2 separate regions of the Mus musculus genome follow, and region 2 is linked to region 1. A link is a contact called in public capture Hi-C data. All regions are on one chromosome and are shown on one strand. Each heading gives the region's core, a stretch centred on a gene start, on an enhancer-like site or on the middle of the called end of the contact. The rest is flanking DNA. Distances are from core to core; before and after follow the strand shown.

The links. Capture Hi-C pulls out chosen DNA fragments and counts their contacts.
Region 2: a contact with region 1 is called in a capture Hi-C map of bone marrow-derived macrophages, with 10 times the contacts expected there. The contact joins two enhancer-like sites. A contact is called at or near these places in 1 of 484 Hi-C or Micro-C datasets (bone marrow-derived macrophages) and 1 of 9 other capture datasets (bone marrow-derived macrophages).

Annotation. Positions count from the first base shown.
Region 1 is chr2:45,260,546-45,264,680 of GRCm38.p6, forward strand. It overlaps Vis1. Among named protein-coding and RNA genes, the nearest start is that of Gm13479, 130 kb to the right of the region's middle. Within about 2 kb of position 1,571, at least 60 of the 459 cell types and tissues checked have an H3K27ac peak or open chromatin away from gene starts, as enhancers often do. A contact at or near this core is called in bone marrow-derived macrophages, where this site is marked.
Region 2 is chr2:46,243,817-46,248,492 of GRCm38.p6, forward strand. No RefSeq gene overlaps it. Among named protein-coding and RNA genes, the nearest start is that of Gm13470, 200 kb to the right of the region's middle. Within about 2 kb of position 2,070, at least 25 of the 459 cell types and tissues checked have an H3K27ac peak or open chromatin away from gene starts, as enhancers often do. A contact at or near this core is called in bone marrow-derived macrophages, where this site is marked.

The sequences.
Region 1 (4,135 bases), core at 321-2,820:
GACCAAAGGAGATGGCACAGGAAAACCATAAACAACTTGGCTTTATTTGATCTAAGTAAACCATGTTTGAGAAAACAGTTCTACTCCATTAGAATTTTTTTCTCTGAATTCTTAAAGACATAGCCAACTTTACAATTATAGCTATGTATTTCAAACAGCATTTCAAAGAGTAGCAATGAGGTGGCGTATCTCCCAGCCTTTCCTGGAACCATGTGCTTAACAATTTTCTCAACCATTATTTTCTCTCACATCTATGAGACATTTTCTTCACTTTCCATAGTTTTTCATTTTTTACATCTGACTTTTACAGACTCCAAAAGAGTTACACGTAAGAGGTTCCTGCTTTCCCCCAATCTTTCAGTTTTCTTTAAGCATTTTACTTTTGCATCTTTACTTTGTTCTAGAAAAAAAAAAGCATTAAAGCACTTTCAACACACATTGAAACCAAGCAGTTAGTTGATTGTTGATTCAAAGTAGATTCTATAACTTCATATTCATATGAGTGCATGAGTAAATAAAACCTTGAATTGAAGGAAAGAAGTATGTAAGATAAGAAGTAAGAGAAAAACTAAAGAATGCCTTGTCCCATTGACATTGTTACTATCCTCACAGTATTTGTGTGTGCTATTTTTTATTTTGAGGATTTCTTGATATATTACATTAATATATACATATTTCTTAGGTTAATAACTAACTTTACAAAGCCCAGATTTGTATCTACCTACCATTTGTATCAGCTTTGAACCTATCTCCCATTCCTGATTTATGTGAACAACTTAATCAGAGTAAAGTGGGTTTGTAATGGAAGGAAAGAGCAATTGAAGCAATGGATGGACATTTGCATATGGACAACTGGTCAACTTTCTATTACTCCCAGAGCATCACTCACAGGGAGCCGTCTACTCTGAGCTTCAGAGTAGAGAACATCCTGATTCTTGCTAATACATCACATTTTACAGAATACCTATGTTAAGTATATCTGGAGTGGATACAGATTTTGCTTCAGAAGATGGGCACTGTGTAAAAAGGATTTTCTATTAGTGTCTATAGCTTTCATAGTGTGTCCCCTAGACTTGATCGATGAAGAGAAAGCCAGAGAGGGAGAAAGAGCTAAGTAGACCTGGCTTCAAATGATATACTTTCTCTTTTCAGAACCACAGTTTAAAGCAAATAAAGGCAAGCATTCTGTTTACAGGACAGCTAGTTGGAACCCGCCCCTCATAGCTGCAGAAGGCAGGGGTTCACTTTGCTTATGTTCCTTGACATAGACTACTAATTGGCCTCTTGATTGTCAGTTCGACACCATTTTCAGCACATGAGATGACTTCCTAATTGATTAAACGTGGTCAAATAATAACATTTGGAAAAGCAATGAGGCATCTGTGCAACTTAAACCTAAGGTTGTGGCCACTGAGGGGGAGGACTGCAGAATTAAGGAGAGCCAAAACACAGGAATGTGTAATGACATCAAATTTAAGATCTAATTATACAACACACAAGGAAGATCACCCTCTTCCCTCCTCCCCACCACACCATGCTCACAGAAACCAAATTGAGCAACGCTCACTGAGAGAAGGAAGTGAGACTTCGTGGAGAAAATGACCCTTGGAGGGTGAATAATGTTTGCATAGTTAGAGAGGAAGAAGGACATCCAATTAAGGGAAAAAAAAAACCTGATGTGAAAGTGTGTATCCTGTACATCAGAACTGTTGCAATGAGACTCACTGCAGGCCAGACAGTAACCAGGGGTTTTTGGAAAGGAAAATAAGTGTTGGGAGGCAGAAATAAGTGCGACTCAGCTTTGTGGTATATTGGGGGGGGGGGTGGGCACATAGGTTTTTGGGCCAGATCCACCTGGGTTCAGCTATCACCTATTATGTAACAACTGGGCAACCCTGCATAGGCTACTCAATCTTTAGTGTTTTCATTTATATAAGAGACACAATACCCACAGTGCTGTTTCCAGAGAGATAATATAAGATGTTCAAAGGGCTCCCTACATAGTAGGCATAGAGTAAGATAACTTTTATAATTTTTTTCTCCTATTTCCTTTCTCTGTGGCATAACCCACTAGTTTAAGAAATATATGTAAAAATACCCACATGGAGTATATATAAAGTAATATATGTGACATAGTATAAAAATTCCATATCATGTGTGTGTACCGAGATGATTATGATGTCTGCTGGGACCATTTTGGAAACAGGGCAGAGGTGTCTAACAATTGGGGTGTGTTTTGTAGCAGTTCAAATGAGTGTAAATGCTGGAACTCCACAACGAGTACACACCTTCATTAAGCTAATATGCTGTGCAATTGAGCTAAACTAAGTGATAATGCTGGTGGTGGCGACAGTATTTTATTAAACTTTGTTTTAGCCTAGAACCTTGTGCATTGTATGATACAAGTGTTTAGCCAAGATCTATCTTCAGAACATGGCAGAAGTTGTTGTATACCATATCCAGAAGGTAAAACTTTATGATTACAGGTCTGTAACAAATTGTTTTCTCTTCTCTCTCTCTCTCTCTCTCTCTCTCTCTCTCTCTCTCTCTCTCTCTCTCTCTATCCCTTCCTCCATCCTTCCATCCCTCCCTCCCTCTCTGCCCCCCCCTTATTTGTTTGTTTTTTGAGACAAAGTTTCTCTGTAGCCTGGCTGTCCTGGAAGTCTCTCTATATAGACCAGGCTGGGCTCAAAATCATAGAGATCTGCCTGCCTCTGCCTCCTGAGTACTAGTATTATTGTTTTAAATTGAGTTTTGTGAGTACTTAGAAGCCTTTGAGCCTCCTTTGCTTCTTTGGTTGATGTATAATTTTTGTTTTTGGTGAGTTGTGAAACTTTATTTATTTATTTAAGGATGGTCTTACTGTATATCCCTGGTTTACCTTCAACTTGCCATTATAGACCAGGTTGGCCTTGAACTCTTAGAATCCCATTGCTTCTGCCTATGAATTAAAGGTGTGGGCCACTGTGAGTGCTTCTGAATTTTATCCAAGAAATTTGGATTGAAAACCGAAACTCCATTGAAATAATTGGAGATATTTAGAACAACTCTATAATTCTTTTTTATTACTAAAGTGTACTTTGCTGTCTACAGTTATTGTATTTTTTAGCCAATATTATATTTCATAGTCTTAATTTTATATAATGCAAATTGATGGCTCTTTCCCAGGACTAATTTTTTATTGTTTATTTTATTTATTTACATTTCAAATTATATCCCCTTCTCAGTTTCCCCTCTGCAACCCCCCCATCCCATACCCCTCCCCCTGGCTCTATGAGGGTGCTCCTCCACCCACACATCCACTCTCTAACATCCCCCTACCCTGGGGCATTCAGCCTCCACAGGACCAAGGGCCTCCCCTCCCATTGATATCAGATAAGGCCATCCTCTGCTACATATGCGGCTGGAGCCATAGGCCCCTCCATGTGTATTCTTTGGTTGGTGGTTTAGTCCCTGGGAGCTCTGGGGACTGGTTGGTTGATGTTATTGTTCTTCCTATGGGGTTGCAATCCCCCATTCAATAATTCTACAGATTAACCTTGACTCTTTCTCTTATCAAATTATAATCACTCTGTATTTCCTTGTTGATGTCAACTCTTTGGGGATAGTAATTGTAAGCGTGTACTGTTCACACACTAAGTGGGTACTAGCTTAGTGATTTTGGATAATATCTACAGCTTGTAGATATGTAGTTTCCTACATCTTGAGAACCCAAGAAGTCCTGAGAACTTCTCGTCATTCTCATTTATGTGTATGGTTCTGAGTTTTTATAAAACAGAGACTATTATATAATCATCTCACCTTCTATGTAGAATCCAGGAAATCATGGAAATTAGGATCATGAAGTAAGTAATTAATGTTATGCTGCCAGAATGACTTTGTATATCAAGAGCTAAAATTTAGCAAAAGTGCCAATGTCAATTTTAAAAATGAGAACTAGGAATTATAAGACAAGAAAATATAAATTAGCAACAACAATTTCAGTTCAGGATACTAAGGCACCAACATCTCTTTGTTCCGTTAGTTGGAGTTCTTCAAGTCTTTTTATAACATATATGGAAAGCGAGACATAACCATATGGTGGACTTTTTGATTTTCTTCTGTATATATACATTCGGTTATTTCCAAAAGTTCT
Region 2 (4,676 bases), core at 820-3,319, 980 kb after region 1:
GCTTTTATCTTAAACTTCACCACATATACAGTTCAAGAAAATCAACCTTCCTTAATTTAACCTAGACCAATCGAGTACCTACGAAAGGTGTGATTCTGTGACAAGTGTTCTCTTGGTACTAAAGACCCAGTCAGAAACTAAAGCTGAAAACATTCATTATATCTCAAGTCTTTGGCCTTCAGTTTAAAGAAATAAAGTCAGTTGTGTAACTTTGCAATGTCATCTAAAGGTTACCTATTGGAAGTATAAACAAATATATCTATGGGCAATATAGAAACCCAAAGTTATCAGGTCAACCTATTCTTTTTCCTCTCTGAGATGAAAACTCTATTATCGTATCCCATGAATTGGGGTAGAAGAGTTGTCCATAGGATGTCCTGACCATTTAGGGTATGCAGATATTCTGCAACATCTGATCTCTTTCTCTATTTATATATTAACACAGGCAAAGCCTTTCTACCTAGTAACTGAAATAAATATCTGAACTGGGCTTGCACAACATACTGCTGACTTATCTGCCCAATCTAAGGAGTTAAGTAGTGAGTATAGTAACCAAAATGACACTAAGTGACACTTCTAAGAGTCAAATATTTTATGGAAAAAAGTCAGTAGTTTTAAACTTTCTTGTTTATTTTATTGCTTATGTATCACAGAAAAAACCAACCAAACAAACAAACAAAACAAAACAAAATCCAAAAATCAAAAAACAAAACAAAACAACAATCAAAAACAAAAACAAAAAATCCTTAAACCAAAGAAGACTGGGGTAGAAAGATGCACTCTGTGTTTTAGAAGAAAGACTTTATTTTCAGGTTCTGGTTGGACTCAACAATGAAATTGCCTGCAGGACCACCCAGTTAGTAGAGATAACTTATTTCTTAAAAAGAAAAAAAAATTAAGAAGAGCAGGCAGCTTTAATTATACTTATAATGGAAACAACAGGAAATTCTCTGAACAACACTATGATCCTCAAGTGTTTCAATTTTTTTTAAAGGATTTAGTCACTCTGCTCCTGAGTGTTTTCTCTGCACAAACAATGTCTTTCTCTGAAATGATTGCACAATTCTAAGTAAGTCACCACACCCTTCTGGTCTCCATATATTCTATATATGAAAGGGATGTGTCCGTGCCTTTTGCTCTTTGCTGATGCCTCCATCTGCACAGAGCTCGGGATAAAGTGCAACTTCCTAGTAATTCATGGCATCTGCTCACCCCAGCCCTGACAAGCTTGCATTTTCTTTTTCTTTTTTTAAAAATAATATAGCGCTCACTTTAAGCAAGCCTAAAACGCTACCTTATAACAGCAATAATTACTATGAATAGGGAGCAAAAATATGTTTGTGGACTCATTAGCATCAGGCAAGAATCATTTCTCCTTCTATCACATGGGTCCTGAGACGTCAAGTGTCAAGCCAGGCAGCAAGCACCTCAACTGTTCAGCTGCCTCCAGGCTTGCAAGTATTTCTTAAATCACAAGCATTTCAACTTTGTCCATATAGGTAATGGTACCTTAAGTCCGTTAGAATAGTTTGCTTTTTTTGGCATCATTAACAGTTTACAAAAATAAATGAAGGTTTCTCTAGTAGATGATTTTTATAAAAGGAACAAGCAAACTAAAAGATTTTCAATTACTTGTTCTGAATCAAACAGCTACTGCCTGGAGGGTTTAAACTTGAATCAGAAAGAGTATAGAGGGCACCTGGTGCAGTAAGTATACATGATTATAGTCAATGGAGTAATAGAGTGGCCACTGCAATCAGAAGGACTTCATAGACCATCAGAAACCTTGGTTCATGTTTATGGTCAGATATTGGTGGAAGAAAAGGCTGAGGGAACTTCAGGAGATATCCACTCAAGAAGAATCATGATAAAAAGTTTATGTAAACATTCACACATAATTTCAATGATTCCAATAGTTGTTTCTAGTGTAGATCTTATTTTCTTGTGCAGTTTGTCTATGTATTTTTCTTGATCAGTTTGCATTCTGGCTTCCTTTCAATATTCTCCCTTCAGCAGGCAGAAGAGGGAGGACCTCCCACTTCTCTGGTTGACAGACCTTTAGCTCGTCTGTTAGAACAGTCTGTTTGTTCCCCAAATGTCTAGTCACCCAAGAAAAATGCCCTTCTGCTACTTCCTTTTTTACTTGCGAAATTAGGAAGATAGCTTTAAAACATGTATTTTATTTTTTCTCAAACAAATTTATGACTAACAAGGCAAATGTTCAAAGGTACGGAGAGAAAATACCCAATGTTGTAACTCAAGTACATTTGAGGAGGACACAGAGATTTTAGAGGTTTCTAAAATCTGGAAAAAAAATGCCTGCCCTCTGTGTCCTTTCTCTCATATCATGTACTTTTTAAAAATTGGCTTTATATTTCATTTCTTTGTTTGTTTCAACTTAAACACATGTAGTCAGAAAGGTTGAAGATAAACGAGACTGTTACTCATTTCAGAATTCAATCACCAAACTTGCATGATTGTAAAACTGATTATAAAAAAATTATAAAGCAGATCCTGTTTTATTGCAAGGATGTCAATTGTGTTGCCCAATCTTAACACTCATCAAACACAATTTATATAACTAAATGTTTAAAATGAGAATTATTTGCTCTGTTTTAGAAAATCTACTACCACACATTCATCTATCTTAGTGATCTAGTAATTCATTCCCACAGGTATTACTAGAGCTGAAAAATATGGTAAATATTTTGTAGTTTCGATATAACTTAGTGGCCAAACAACAACAAGCTAAGGACTATATATCACTAAAAGAAATCATATTGTACTTTGAAAATGTATTTTGAAACTTTACAGTAAAAAACAATGTCCTTAATTGCCATTATGTCATTTTCTTTCTACTGTTCACACTCTGTCTTCTCTATGCCCAAATCTAGTTCCCATTTTCCAAATTATGTTTCTTTGAAAATAGTGGCTATCTTTGCTTTAGCTCTATCATGGAAACTAGGAAGAGGTATTGAGAAAACCTGGTGAGATAGAGCCAAATGAGCTTTCTTAAGTCATTTACAGTCCTGAGAATTAATTGGAGTTTAAATGGTTAGTGGAGCACAATACTTTTCCTTATTTTGATACATCCTATTCAATCTGGTAGGACTACAAAGATAAGCCACAGTGAGAGTTGAAGGCATCCTGGATATTTCCAAATGAAAATCATAAAGAATGCATGTCATACCAATTTGTGGATCCATGCCTATGATTCCTCATCCAATCATTAAAATATTTTAATATAACATGAAAACAGTTTTGCACTGAACACTTTTAGGTCAATAGCCTTTTTCCAGTTGGTTTCCATAACTGAATTTAAACTTGAGAAAGTTGTCAAAGAGGTCTTTGCTTAAAGAAGTATTTGGGAATATGAACAATATTTCTGATTCCCTGATCACCACATAAATTCCGTGGGAAATCCGGAAATTTAAATTCAAAATAATACTGCCATTTATCAATTCTAGCCTTTCCTAGCTCTTCAGGGCTAATACAACTGGAGAAAACAATTACTATTCTCCTACTTAACCTGCTATCTATTTGTGCCAATTTGTCCTACTACCTACCTTTGTCAAATTCTATTGTTTGCAGTTATTTGAGAATTTCCTATGTTTTGATTATATTCAACTCTCAGTAATTTCCAGTTGTACCCTCATTTCACTATCTTCCCCAACTTCTTTTTTTGTTTTTGTTTTCACATTGATCTTTCAAGATGAAAATGTGCTGCCTGAATATTCTTAGAAGTGTATCTTTCGACTTGAAATTGGTTGACTTACTAAGCAAACTTGTCTCTCACTTTTTAAATAGTTTTATTAGGTATTTTCCTCATTTACATTTCTAATGCTATCCAAAAAGTCCCCCATACCCTCCCCCCACTCTCATACCCAACCACTCCCCCTTTTTGGCCCTGGAGTTCCCCTGTACTGGGGCATATAAAGTTTGCAAGTCCAATGGGATTCTCTTTCCAATGGTGGCCGACTAGGCCACCTTTTGAAACATATGCAGCTAGAGTCAAGAGCTCTGGGGTACTGGTTAGTTCATAATGTTGTTCCACCCATAGGGTTGCAGATCCCTTTAGCTCCTTGGGTACTTTCTCTAGCTCCTCCATTGGGGGCCCTGTGATCCATCCAATAGCTGACTGTGAGCATCCACTTCTGTGTTTGCTAGGCCCCAGCATAGTCTCACAAGAGACAGCTACATCTGGGTCCTTTCAGCAAAATCTTCCTAGTGTATGCAATGGTGTCAGCATTTGGAAGCTGATTATCGGATGGATCCCCAGATATGGCAGTCTCTAGATGGTCCATCCTGTGATGGTTCATCACAGCTCCAAACTTTGTCTCCGTAACTCCTTCCATGGGCGTTTTGTTCCCAATTCTAAGAAGGGGCAAAGTGTCCACACTTTGGTCTTCGTTCTTCTTGAGTTTCATGCGTTTAGCAAATTGTATCTTATATCTTTAGTATCCTAAGTTTCTGGGCTAATATCCACTTATCAATGAGTACATATTGTGTGAGTTCCTTTGTGATTGGGTGACCTCACTCAGGATGATGCCCTCCAGGTCCATCCATTTGCCTAGGAATTTCATAAATTCATTCTTTTTAATAGCTGAGTAGTAGTCCATTGTGTAAATGTACCACATTTTCTGTATCCATTCCTCTGTTGAGGGGCATCTGGGTCT